Regions from separate parts of the Mus musculus genome. Here region 2 is linked to region 1. A link is a contact called in public Hi-C data. All regions are on one chromosome and are shown on one strand. The core of a region is the stretch at or near the end of the contact, and the rest is flanking DNA. Distances in the headings are between cores, read along the strand shown.

Region 1 (6,271 bases), core at 1,736-4,235:
GCAAGTTTGGGCTACATATGAGATTCCACTTCAAGACAGAATACACAAACAAATAAAAACAGCAGAGGGAACACGACAAAAATCTAAGGAAATGCATTATAAAGTGCTGGGGTACAACACAGAAGGGCATAGGTGTTACCATAGCGGGTGCAAACTATGAGGTCACACAGAGGAGGATCTAAAGTAGAGGGAAGTACCTGGCACTAGGTTTAAGGCTCTGCCCTGGGCCAGGCAGCTGTGTTCCTCTCTCCACCCACACCCAGTCAGAGTCCAACTGACCCCACCTCCTCAATATTCCTGCAAGCTTTCCCCTCTCCTCCATTACACAGCCACTCCTCATGGCATCTCCTGACACTTGAGCTCCCTAATGGACTCTCTCCCTTAAACTACTCAATATGATGATGCCTGGCACTTCTAACTAGCATTCTCTAACCTTGCACACCACTCAGCGACACCAACCATGCTGGGCACATTAGATTCCTGGCTTGGGCCCTGAACTTTGTTCAGGAACAGTGTGCTTCTCCTTCTGAGAATTCCTCCACACCACACCTTTCAACAATGTCCTTCCCACTTGGTTGGCACCCAACCAAGCTAGGGAAATGAGCCTTCCTCTGGGGTTTTTGTTGTGACAGAAGAAGTTGCAAGATTTTAAAACCCAAAGGCTACCAGCACACACCATTCCTGCCAAATAGGGAATCTGTCAATAACCAGGACAACTAGAAATAAAAAATGGTACATGGTAGCTGCTGCCTCCTCTTCCTCCTCCTCTTCCTTCTCTCCTCCTCTTCCTCTTCCTCCTTCCTCCTCCTTTCTTCTTCAGTTTTGTTTGTTTGTTTGAGATGGGGTTTCCCTGTGAAGCCCTGGCTGTCCTGGGACTCACTCTGTAGGCCAGGCTGGCCTCGAACTCAGAGATCCACCACCCCTGCCTCCTAAGTGCTGGTATTAAAGGTGTGCACAACCACTGCTCATCAGTGGTAGCTTTCTTGTGTTCCAACTTCCCGAAGCCAAGCTGGTATCTCATTCTCTGAACCAATAACCTTCTGTTTTGGGTTAAGCCAATTAAAGCCCCATTTCCATTCCTTGATATTAATACACAACAAGAATTCCAGTGGTTTCCTATTTCTCTCCTGCCACACAGTCTGTTAAAACTCTCCCACTAGTTGAACATACCACTTCATATCCCTGCAAGCACATTCTCTCTAAGCCTCTGGTTCTAAGCTACATCTCTCTGAAAAAGTCTTCCCAGAGTCCCCTGAATGAGGTTAGGTACCCAGTCTTGATTTCCAGCAGCCTGAAAGTAAATTCAATCTCTGATCACAGTGTACTTCAATGGACAACAGGGACAGGCGACTCCCCCTGGTAATTGCTGGCAGTGGGATGGTTAAGAATTTGTACTCTACCACCTAGTAAGTGGCTCCTACCACTTGGGCAGCCCCGTGTGCCTCACCATGGATGCAGATACCGGTGGCACTTTTAGTAGAGGTGACTGTAGAAATAGATCTGTTATGTGAAAATAGACAGTGCCCAGCATTCAGTAAGTCATAACTATAATTCATCTACCTAGCCCTTGGTACCATGTCTATCCTAAGGGATGTCTAAGGATTTGTTTGCTTAATTTTTTTCCATACATGCATCCTATATTTAATTTAAAATTTTAAATTATGAAAGCACAAGATTTTAATAAGACATTTTCATACATATTGCATACATACCATTATTGCTTCTGATTCATTCCTTAGTTGCTCCTGGCTCTCTGTTTCTGGTCACCTGCCTCCCCCAAGAGTCCTCTCTTCTACATTAATGTCCCATGAGTTTTATTACCCTGCTTTTGCTTGTTTTAAACTCTTCTTCCTCAAGATCTCTTCCTCCCCTCTCATGATTTCCTACACACACTTCTCTGGGGTTGATTTATCATAAGAAAACATGGTAATTGTCTTTTTTAATCTGGCTGTGTAACACAACTAACACTTTTTCTGATTCCACTGTTCTGCAATTATGATTTCATTTTTCTCTATAGCTCAGTGGAACTTCAGTTTGAACATGCACCTCATTTCCTTCATCTGACATCTAGGTGGTTACATCCTAGCTACTGTGAAAATCAGGTCAAGGCAGGATTGGAATCTGCACGCCTAACTGAAGCTCCTGGAAACCATAGGAGGGGTTCAGAGCTGGAACTCGCCTGAGAGTTAAAGAGGTCTCCCCATGCCTTCCAGCAGCTGGAGATTGGGAACTTCTCAGATACTTACGATTAGGGACTGGAAGGGCATGAAAAGTTTTATTGCTGTCTCTAGAGCTCTAATCATAAAGAGGAACTATTCCCAGCATATATGTCCTGGGAATATATAATCATTTGAAATCAAAGGCTCTGAGGATTTAAGCTACGAGAAGAACCCTTGCATCTCAACACTTAAACGCCAGACTAACAAACAAATCAGAATCTCTTAGTATCCGTTGGCACCCCTTTTCCTTCAGAGGATTCCGACTACAGATTGAAAATAAAGTCTGTAAGTCATACACACAATGCCAAACGCTGCCGTGGAAACTAACTGTAAAACAGACCACAGATTTGTGTTGTGTCGGCAAAGAAGAGGCGAAAGCGGCGTGTAAACCGCGGAGCCCCCGGGGCCCCTTGGGGCTGCCTTGCCCAGGGCGGCGCAGCAGGAACGCAGGGACTTCCCAGCCCGGCGCCTCCGGCCTGGCCTCCCGCCCCAGCCCGCAGCGGCTCGGAGAGATTACCCGAGGGAGGCTCAGGATCCTCAGTGCTCGTCAAAGCTCCACTCCCGACCTTCGCAGACAGCATCAGGACCACCAGCAGAATCATCCTGCCAGCTGCCGCCTGCGGGCCCATTCCTGCGCGAGGGACACCTCTGACAGGGGACCCGCGCTGCCCGTGGCCTGGCCTTGGCGTCACGTCCGCCGCAGACTAGTCGCCAAGTCCGCAAGCGGCCTGCCGGGGAGCTGGGTGGGGCCAAAACCAAAGCTTGAGAGACCAGCCTGGGACTGAGGGGCGTGGCTTAAGTGGGAGGCGGAGCCTCACGGGGCAAAGGGTTAAAAGGCAGCTCTTCAGGGGCGGACTCAGGGCGGGGGTCTAGCCAGAGAGGCGGGACCAATACGCAATCTCTTAGAGTTGATTGGAGGTTGGGAGTAGAGGTGGGATGTGAGGCGGGGTCTATACAAGGAGGCGTGTCTTGGCGGGTCTAAAGTGGACTAGGACATGGTTATAGGCGAGGTCTGGACTGGGGAGCCAGGCAGTGCGCTGCGTGGGCGGAGAAGTTTCACTAAGTTGGAGAAGGGGTGGACTAGCCTGAGGTTTGAAACTGTGGGCTCTTCTCTGTATTCAGGACCTGGACTGTGGATACGTTTGAAACTCTGACCGGAACCTTACCTTCTTCAGCCTGACACTACCTTCCTCAGTTCCTCATTCTGGTTATGTAGTAACCTGGGGTTGGAGATTTTTGCCTCAGTCCACAACCAGACACCATGCTTATCTCATCCCTCAGCATGAGGCGTGTTGGAGCCTGAGGTGTTAGAGAAGTTACAAAAATCCTTCTCCAGTTCCCACCAGTTTTGTCCGCGGAACTTAAACTTCTGGTTTTCAAGACAGTTTGTTCAGACTCCCACAACGCAAATCCAATGTGCTTGGCTAGCACTTTATTCTTAGCAAAAACAAACTACCACCACAAAAAGCACATGCCCATTTTAATGATGAAATGTCAAAGGGCGGATCACTAAGTAGTCTTTCATCAAGAGATCGTCCCTCTTGCCTCTCTGACCGCACCGGTTAGTTTAAATCTCTCTCATTCCCCTAAATTCACTTTAGTGACCTTGCACTTACTATAGACAACACTCTTGTGCTGCCTCACTCGCCTCAGCTCTCTTTTATCACCATGTCTGCAAGGAATTTGAATGCAACCCACTCTCCCCTTCTCTTTACTCCACTTTATTTTTAATAACACATTTGCACCCCCTCCTACAATATGCATATTGATTTGATTTTCTCTGCTTCCTAGAATGCAAGCTCTATACCGTAGAGAGAGATACTGGCATGACATTCTCTGAGTCTTCCAAGCAAAATGTTATGAAGACATTCTGCAGACTTGGAGTTACCAGCTAAGGCTTGTTATTTGTCTTGATTAATTAACGAATTAATTATGCTAATAGCCCAGCATTTCTCAGACTTTGACGTCAGGATAAATCTTGGTGACCTTGTGCAGGTTCAGATTCAGTACATATGATTCAGGTTAGACTTCAGTTTTCTGCATTTCTGAAAAAGGTACACAGCAAATGTCTCACCCTTGGTGCTACAGATGTGAGTACTTGGAATAAGAGTTTGGGTGTGCATCTGATATGCACCTCAAGAAAGGCATTTCTGGTCATTGTATGGCACAAGGATAAATTACTGTACTTTGCTGTTTAGGAATATAGAGTAGGAGAGACCGCACCATGCGGCTTGCAGATTTTGTTGTAGTTGAGACTCCATGTGCCCCAGGCTGGCTTACCAGGAAGCAGATTATGAAGTGATGGAAACAGTCCTTGAGAAGTGCTGCTGGGATAAACCTCTGGGATAAACCTCTGGGATAAAAGAGAGGTAGCTAGATCTGATTGTGAAGACATGTCAACCTCACACATTGCTCCAAAGTGGGGATGGCTTTGTAGAGTGTCCTCCATGGGTATAGGAAGTGAAGCGGCAACTTCCCAGCACTGAATACAAGCCAGAACAGGACATGATTTGTGGCTTCCATGCCTTTAGCATCTCCCACTAGAAGACTGGCAGCTGAGGCTGATTACTAGCTGCGCTCCTGCTGGCTGGGAGGGAATGGCACTGAACCTTCCATTTCTGAGGAAGGATCTGGACAAAGCTTCAGATATCACCTGCAGAGCATCCTTCCTTCCAAGGCACTGCCATAGTCCTCTGGAGGCAGAGGATGCTTGGGAGTTAAGTGTTTCCGAGTGCTTCTGTGGATACCCAAGATATAGCTATGCAGTAAAATATTGCCCCGAGGGAGGCAGACACAGCACCTGCCCCCATGGACCTTGTATCCACTGAGGAAGAGGCACTGTAAGGGCAGTATCGATGTTGTGCCAGTTCTCAAGATGAACAATGAGATTACAGTATCAGACGTGCGTGCGTGCATGCGTGTGCGTGTGGGGGGTGGGGCAGGATTGGCTTAGTCTAGATTTTAATGGAGGAATAAACGGCGTTCGTTCGGTGGTTTTATTTGTTGAGTTAGGAGCTCTTGTATGCCAGTCTGTCTGGCTTCACACTCACTATATAGCCAGGGATGACCTTGAGCTTTGGCTAGTCTTGTCTCCACCCCCAAATGCTAAGATTACAGGCATGCTTGCGGCACCAGGTTCCTCAGTGTTGGGGAGCAATCCCAGAGCTGTGCGCATGCTTCCTAAGTACTTTACCAACCAGGCTATATCTGCAGTCCAAGAGATCTACAATATTGTAGCCTGCTAATCAGACTAATTAGGAGATTAAGGGGGAAGGAATAGGTTCTATAGGCTAATAAAATTAGAAGGAAAATAAATAAAATCTATATATTTTAAAAATCCAATGATAGAAATTTTGTAAAGCCAATACAGAAGAGAATGAATGATCAGTGCTTTGTCTTCTAAAGCCAGACCAGTGGAGATTCTCCAAGTATGTGCTTGTGCCCACTGTACTCTCAGGATGGATTTTAAATTAAAGAAAAAAAAATCTGGGATGAGGGTGGAAAATATAAAGCTAAAATATATGTGGAGTTGCTGCTCAGGATTAGAGATACAGTCTGAAGGCCACACTCAACATGGCTTAGAGGAAATCAATACGGCTAAATAAAAAAAATTACAAGCTTAGAAACAGAGCATGAAAAAAAATAAGAAAGAAAGAAAGAAGAAAGAAAGAAAGAAAGAAAGAAAGAAAGAAAGAAAGAAAGAAAGGAAGGAAGAAAGAGCGAGTGAGCGAGCGAGCATGGCCGAGCTACAACAATGAGTAGCACACACTGTATTTAGGCATTTCCTTCCCCTGTAAAGCAGACGCTTGAGCGTCTGTAGCTACAGCACAGAGTTCTGTATTCTCCCCATCAATCTATAGATTATAGACAATACCCTTTACCCCACATGACTCTCCAGGCCTCTGTCTCCACACAGACCCATATCTAACTTTTTTCTTTGCCATAGTGTTTATCTAGAGAGCTCACTATAAATTATATATACTCAAGGCACATGTTTTATATATACATTATGTTTTTTTGCAAAATGTATATTTATAAGGGGACATGATCTC
Region 2 (6,271 bases), core at 1,567-4,066, 220 kb before region 1:
AATGCCCAAATTAAGGCTGCTATATCAAAGGATCACTTTGAACTTCTTTTTTAAAAAATATTATTAAATTCATTTATTTATCCCCATTACAACCCTTCCTCTTCTCCCAGCACTCTCTCATGCAAAGCTTCCCCCTTCTCTCTTTCCCCTTCCCCTTCTCTCTTCTGAGAAGGAGAAGCCCCCCTCTGGGTGTCACCCCACACACATCAAGTCGCTGCAGGACTAATCGCACCCTCTTTCACTGAGGTCAGACATGGCTGTCCATTAGGAGTGCGGGATCCACAGCCAGGCAGCACCTGCTGCAGTTGTTTGGGGGAACATCGAATGTGCAGGGGCTTAGGTTGAGACCTATGCTCACTCTTTGGTTGGTGATTCAGTCTCTGGGAGCCTCCAAGGGTCCAGGTAGTTGACTCTGTGGAGTCCCTGTACTCTTCCGGTCCCTAAATCTTCTCCCAGCTCTTCTGTAAGATTCCCCGAGAGTCTGCATCTCATTCCATTGGCTTCTGGGTGGGGGCCTCTCAGAAGACAGTTATGCTAGGTTTCTTTCTGCAAGCATAACGAAACATCATTAATGGTTCTTGCCCGTGGTATGGGTCTCAGTTTGGGGCAGTTTTTAGTTGGTTATTCCCTCAGTTTCTGGTCTATTTTTGTCCCAGCACGTCCTGTAAGGCAGGACCGACCTTGAACTTCTTATCTTTCTCTACTCCCAGAATGCTTATATTAACGACGTACGCCACAACAGTTTGGTTAAGAGTCTTGGTTTTCAGAGAAATTGACTGCTGTAGAGCCAGATGGCGTGGCTCAGTTCTGTTTGCTCAGTTGTAATGCTGGGATGCAGGAGCGTCTTTCAATTGCTCCGTGGGTCCACACCACGTTTGTGAATCGTTCATCAGTTTGCTTTTCCCTATCTTCAAACTTACAATAAAATTACGATTCTGAAAGTCGAGGTCCTTCAACAGTAATATCTTTATATTCTTTCCTTACAACATATTTCTTCCTTTACTCATGGCAGCTGTTTCTAACACATTGGTGTTGGTTGTGTGGAACGCTTAGTTTTAAAAATGACTTTTTAGAAGGACTAGAAGCCAAGAAAGTGAATGAATTCACTCTCTGGGAGTTGATGGCTCGTCTATAAGTAGACAGATATGTGAATTTTAAGGTGGCAAAACTCCTCACCATTAAAAGTTAATGAAAACATTTCAATTCAGACAAAAGGTTAATGTTAGTATATAGGAAAGACATTACAGTCAACAAGGAAAATTCTAATACTCCATTAGACATCAGGGAAAATCTATTTTCAAAAAGAAATCAAATTATAAATGGGAGCTAATTAATAAAGAAATGTTCATAGAGTAATATGTGTATATACTTTTAAAAAAGCTTTCATTTCTCAAAATGACAAAACCATTTTGAGTGTTGGGAAAGGTCCGGAAGAATCAGAAGTTCACGCTGACTGGAGGTTCCTGGAGCGCGTTAGGATCAGCCTCTAGACCAGTGGTTCTCAACCATCCTAATACTATGACCCTTTAATACAGTTTCTCTTGTGGTGACCCAACCTTAGAACTGTGATTTTGCTACTGTTGTGAATCGTAATGTAATCATCTGGTGTGCAGGATATCCGATATGCAACCCCTTTGACCTCCAAAGGGTTCGAGACCCATAGGTTGAGAAGCAGTGCATTAGAGTATTAAAGAAGGAAGAGGGTTTTTGCCTTGAAAGGGGTGATCCCCAAAAATTATAGTCATAATATCCCTGTGTTTGTAAGGATAATGGTAACAGTTGTTTATAATAGTAAGAAACTGAAAAAAAAATTAAGCCAGGAGGTTGGTTAAATCTATAAACTCAACAGTTGAGAAATGTATTTATTTGTAAATATTCTTACATTTATGTGAATGGGTATTGATAGAATACTACTAAGATTATTAAACATAATTATGTACATGCATATTAAATACATGAAAGATTTACATATATATTCAACATTCTTTTTTTCCCAATGCTGGGGACTGAACTCAGGGATGCTAGCCATGTGCTGTACTCTCGAACTACGGCCCAGCTCTGTGTTATATTTTTAAGTGAGAAAGGCTGGCAAAATTTGGGGAAGAAACATAGCATAGTGTCTTAGTGCATGAAGTCAGACTGATTGATGGCGTCTACTCCCTTTCTCATTGTAAGACGTCTTAAAAGTTGCTGGGTTCTGAGTAAGTTGCTTGGTATATGAGTGAAGACAAGAAATGCAGAATGCGGAGGGTGAAGCTGGGGTCAAATGTACGTTAGCTCTGGGCTCAGAGCCTAAAGTCTTAGCCAGTGCCCTAAGCAAACTGAGGGGAAATGGATCGATATGGAACAAGATATGGGATCATCTTGGCTGTAAGTACTTTTAAAAGAGGGGTGTCACTGCTTGCAGCCTTTGAATTGCCAGCATTTAGCTCCATATCTGGTATCTGATAGATATAAGCAGACAACACAAAGGTCTGATACAGGAGGAGACATTCTTAACAACAGAGCTGTGGGCTCAATACTCAGATTCATAGTTAAATAGAATGAAAAAGAAAGGAAAGGCAGACAAGGATAGGCCAGACTAGAGATGATGGGCAGGTGCTGGCAGAGATGTGGAAAATGATGCACAAGGAGCTCTGGTCCTCAGATGCGAGAGTTCTTCTCTTGAAGGCTGCTCCAACTATTTATTAGTGGCCCCTAGGTCTCTAATTAGAGTCCTGCCTGTCCTTCTGTTTCCTAAAGGGTTGGAGACGTGTCCTGAGGGCTTGTCACCAGAGGCCTTTTGCCCTTCTAATCAGCCAGATGGCAGCTGCAGGAAGTGGCCTGCAAAGTGACAGTCACAAGGTAGTGTTGACAGCTGAGGCCTCAGTTGAGCCAGGGCTGAGGGGCCGTGAGGAAGCTTCTGTCTGAGCTTCTCGTCCTAACGTGAGCTTTGCTTGACGGGGGTTTCCTGTATGATCTGGGAACAACCAGACAAGGCAACCACTTCACAGAATTAACGGAACGCTGCCCTCAAAAGAGAACCAGATAAAAATGTCCCCGTGGGAATGTCCATCATTTATCATTGCTCTTAAGAATCTTAAAATCCACCTACTTTGACAGTGGCCTGGAGTATGTGCGGTGGTTGTGTCTGTGTATTTATTTTCAGGAAATATTTTATAAGAAGAAAATAGACTTTGGGGTTTTTGGAACTCTCTGTGAATTCCTAGATCTTTTTTTGGGGGGTGGGGTGGGGAGGGAAATGTATCTATCACCAGGGACTACTCTTGTCATTAGTCCTAAACATTGTTGCTCCCTTAGCAAGGCCAGTATACTGCTTCTGATGTGTCAGTGGAAAGGGGGCAGTTTAATAAAAATACCACTGAGCCCTTTGAAAAGATGGCAAACAGAGAGCCCTGCCTACGTGGACTCAGGCTACAGACCTCACCAGGCACCTGCTCTTAGAACTGGGACAACGTCCAATCCTATAATTGCTGAAAGATGTACACCTGCCACTTAATTTCCTTGGTGCCCGCAGTGAATTATACCTAAAGCTAGACAGCAAAGATGCCTGTCCACTCTGCTTTCTTTGTTTGCCCACCCAGCTACCCTCTTATCTATCTCAAAGACAGTGTGATTATTTGAAACTGAACTTAACAGGCTGCTGCTGTTGTACAAATTTTCTCTCACTGGGAACTGAGATGGGTCTAAATAGATCGCAGCTTCCTACCAAATAACATTATAATTGGCAGCTCAGATCAGTTCAAACTTGCAGGAAATTCACAAAGAGGACATAAAATATTTGCCAGACAAATTCGAATACCCACCCCTACCCCCAATCCACGTGTCACCTCCAAACTGTGAGGATGTTCCAAGACAGGGAATCTGAAGGATAGAAGGGACTTTAGTAAACTCTTTCTTTCATAAGTGAGGAGATAAAGATTTTTAGGAGAAGAAGGTAGTTACTGTTACCCACGTAACTCAGAAAAGTTAAGGCGGCAGTCTCTTCTTCCCCTCACATCTGTGCTTCCTTCCTGATCCCCAGGGGGGAAAAACATAACTCTCTCTCCCTTACTCTTCTTCCTTCCCTCTCTTCCTTCCCCCTCATCTGCCTGCGTGCCTGTCTGTCTGTCTGCCTGTCTACTAGCACATTCCAAATAGGGACAAAGGAAACTAATTATCCATCCCTCCACCACCAAGGTTTGGAACTGAGCCTCCTGAAATGTGCAAGCAGCAGCCAGGCTCACCGGAGAGGGGGTACGCAAGTTCCTTATGAGCATGGTGCTCTCACAGGGAACTGAACTCCAATAGCTTAGTGATGATTGGAAGATTAAATGTCCTCTTACTAGAGAGATGTGGAAGATATAGGCAGTTGGACGAGGTATCTGGGGCCCATGATGACCCTTGGCAGACTTCAGTCTGTGATGAATTCTTCTGTGCTCTGGTGTGCTGTTCCCACCCAGCCCTCCTTATTACCACTTAGTCCACTGGAAGATCTGCCTAGAGGGGATCATTAGAGAAAGCTGGTCCGTACATTTGGGTGGGGGGAGAAGAAAGTAATGGGACTGTGGGGTGTGGGAGGACATCAGAGAGGCCTTAGTTGTGAGGCTGTTATCTTAATTCAAAGCTCTCTGCATGCTGATGTGTCAAACTTTGAATTATTGGCTCCTGAGCCTCAGTATTATCTGTCTTTCATATCATTCAAGCAAGGGACCAGAGTATACGTGTGCATATGGTGTAGAGAGACACAGCCAGAGTTAATTGTTTAAATTAATGGCTAGTAAAAGAAAATGTAATAAAAATAATAAATTTCAAAGTGGTATGCTTTATCAGGATATGGCAGAATATGATGGGAGCCATGTAGAAGCTTGCTATTCCTAATGATATGGCTCTCTGAGCTGGTAATTACATAGACTGTATGATTGGCCTGATCTATGCTTGTCATCCCCTCTTCCTCACTCTGGGCAGTATCTGTTGCTCAGGGGACATCCTATCTTCTTTCTTTGGAGCTAGTTGAACAGGGGTGAGGTGCATTGACCCTCAGAAGAAGGTGTGTACTCAGGCCAGGCACATAAGAGAGAGGTGGAGCCAGTGGCAGGCTAGTGGAACTCCACCAAGGTGCCTCAATCTTGGGGTAACTTTCTGGGGGGGAGATCAGGTCAGAAGCTCATTCTCCTAGGCACCCCAACAAAGCAGACCCATGCTGTGCCTTGTTTAAGCACATTAAATGTCTGCCCTTGTTTGTAGCCCTGCATGCACACATGGATGCAGACACTTCCCTCCTTCCTCCTTCTGTCCCCCAAGGATATTTTATTAATCCGAATTACACACAGCCTTTCTGCTTGGCATGCTGGACAGTGAGGGAGTTTGTTGAGAAGCTCTGACTCTAAGGTGCATGTTATGTGCGGTAGAACTTCTCAACATTGCTGCCTCTACCCCATTTTCACATGCCTGAAGGACCTGTTTGGATGCCCTCTCTGAAAATGTAACAATATAGATAGACTGTATATCTGTGTGCACACTATACGTACACTGAATGCGGTTCCATGCTTCTTGCAGTGAAACAGTAAGGTGTTCTTGAAGGCTGAGTGGCATAAAGGCAGTGACAGAAACAGGCTGCCAGGAGGAGGTTAGTTGTTATAAGGAAGGGGGTAACTCCTCAGAGAACAGGGACACAGCACATGACAGGGCTGCGTGTGCAAATAGCTAAAAGGTACCTCTGGAGACTCTTTTGCCTCGAGGCCATTCTGTTTCTTCCTTTTCTCTCTTCACACGTCAGGCCCTTGTGGAGCAGCAACATCCTGGAGACAGAAAGATGAAAAGAAGCAGGAAGGGCAGTGTGTGTGGGATGCACAGGAGGAGGTGCTGTGTCATACTGGTTTCTCTTATAGTCCCTTATTTTTCTTTCTCGGCTCTGAAGTATCTTTCCAACCTTACTTTTAGTTTTCATCTTTACCACCATCTCTCTGTAAAGGCTGTGTTCTCTCTGGTCTGAATAATAATCACTCTTAAATAGTTATTTTGTCTTTCAGGTAGAGGCAAAGGAATGAGAAAGTTTGATACATGGTGTGTCCTAGCCAGACACTTAGATTGGTTAAGGTAAGGGGCGGGAGATGTTCAGAGGGAAGGAAGGAAGGAAGGAGGAGAGAAGAAGAAAGAGAGGAAGGGAGGGACCGTCTATGGTTCTGAAACTGTCTCACACTCTGGTATGACTGAACACTGGTTTGTCCTTGCTACCATGTGGATGGATATCCTGTGTGAGGAGCTCTTTAAAGAATGTGTCCTTCTGATA

Evidence for each region. A called contact is a pair of places that touch in the nucleus more often than the background predicts.
Region 2: a Hi-C map of the HPC-7 cell line shows a contact between it and region 1, with 2.7 times the contacts expected there. The contact joins the enhancer-like site here to the promoter of Ifngr1 in region 1. A contact is called at or near these places in 2 of 484 Hi-C or Micro-C datasets (the HPC-7 cell line and the N1E-115 cell line) and 2 of 9 other capture datasets (adipose tissue and pancreatic islet).

What each region holds. Positions count from the first base shown.
Region 1 is chr10:19,588,663-19,594,933 of GRCm38.p6, reverse strand. Ifngr1 (interferon gamma receptor 1) reads right to left here and starts at 2,985. Exons shown (of 7, transcript NM_010511.3): 1 at 2,737-2,985. The coding sequence starts at 2,848.
Region 2 is chr10:19,812,141-19,818,411 of GRCm38.p6, reverse strand. No RefSeq gene overlaps it. Among named protein-coding and RNA genes, the nearest start is that of Gm25256, 32 kb to the right of the region's middle. Within about 2 kb of position 2,816, at least 43 of the 459 cell types and tissues checked have an H3K27ac peak or open chromatin away from gene starts, as enhancers often do. A contact at or near this core is called in the HPC-7 cell line and the N1E-115 cell line, where this site is marked.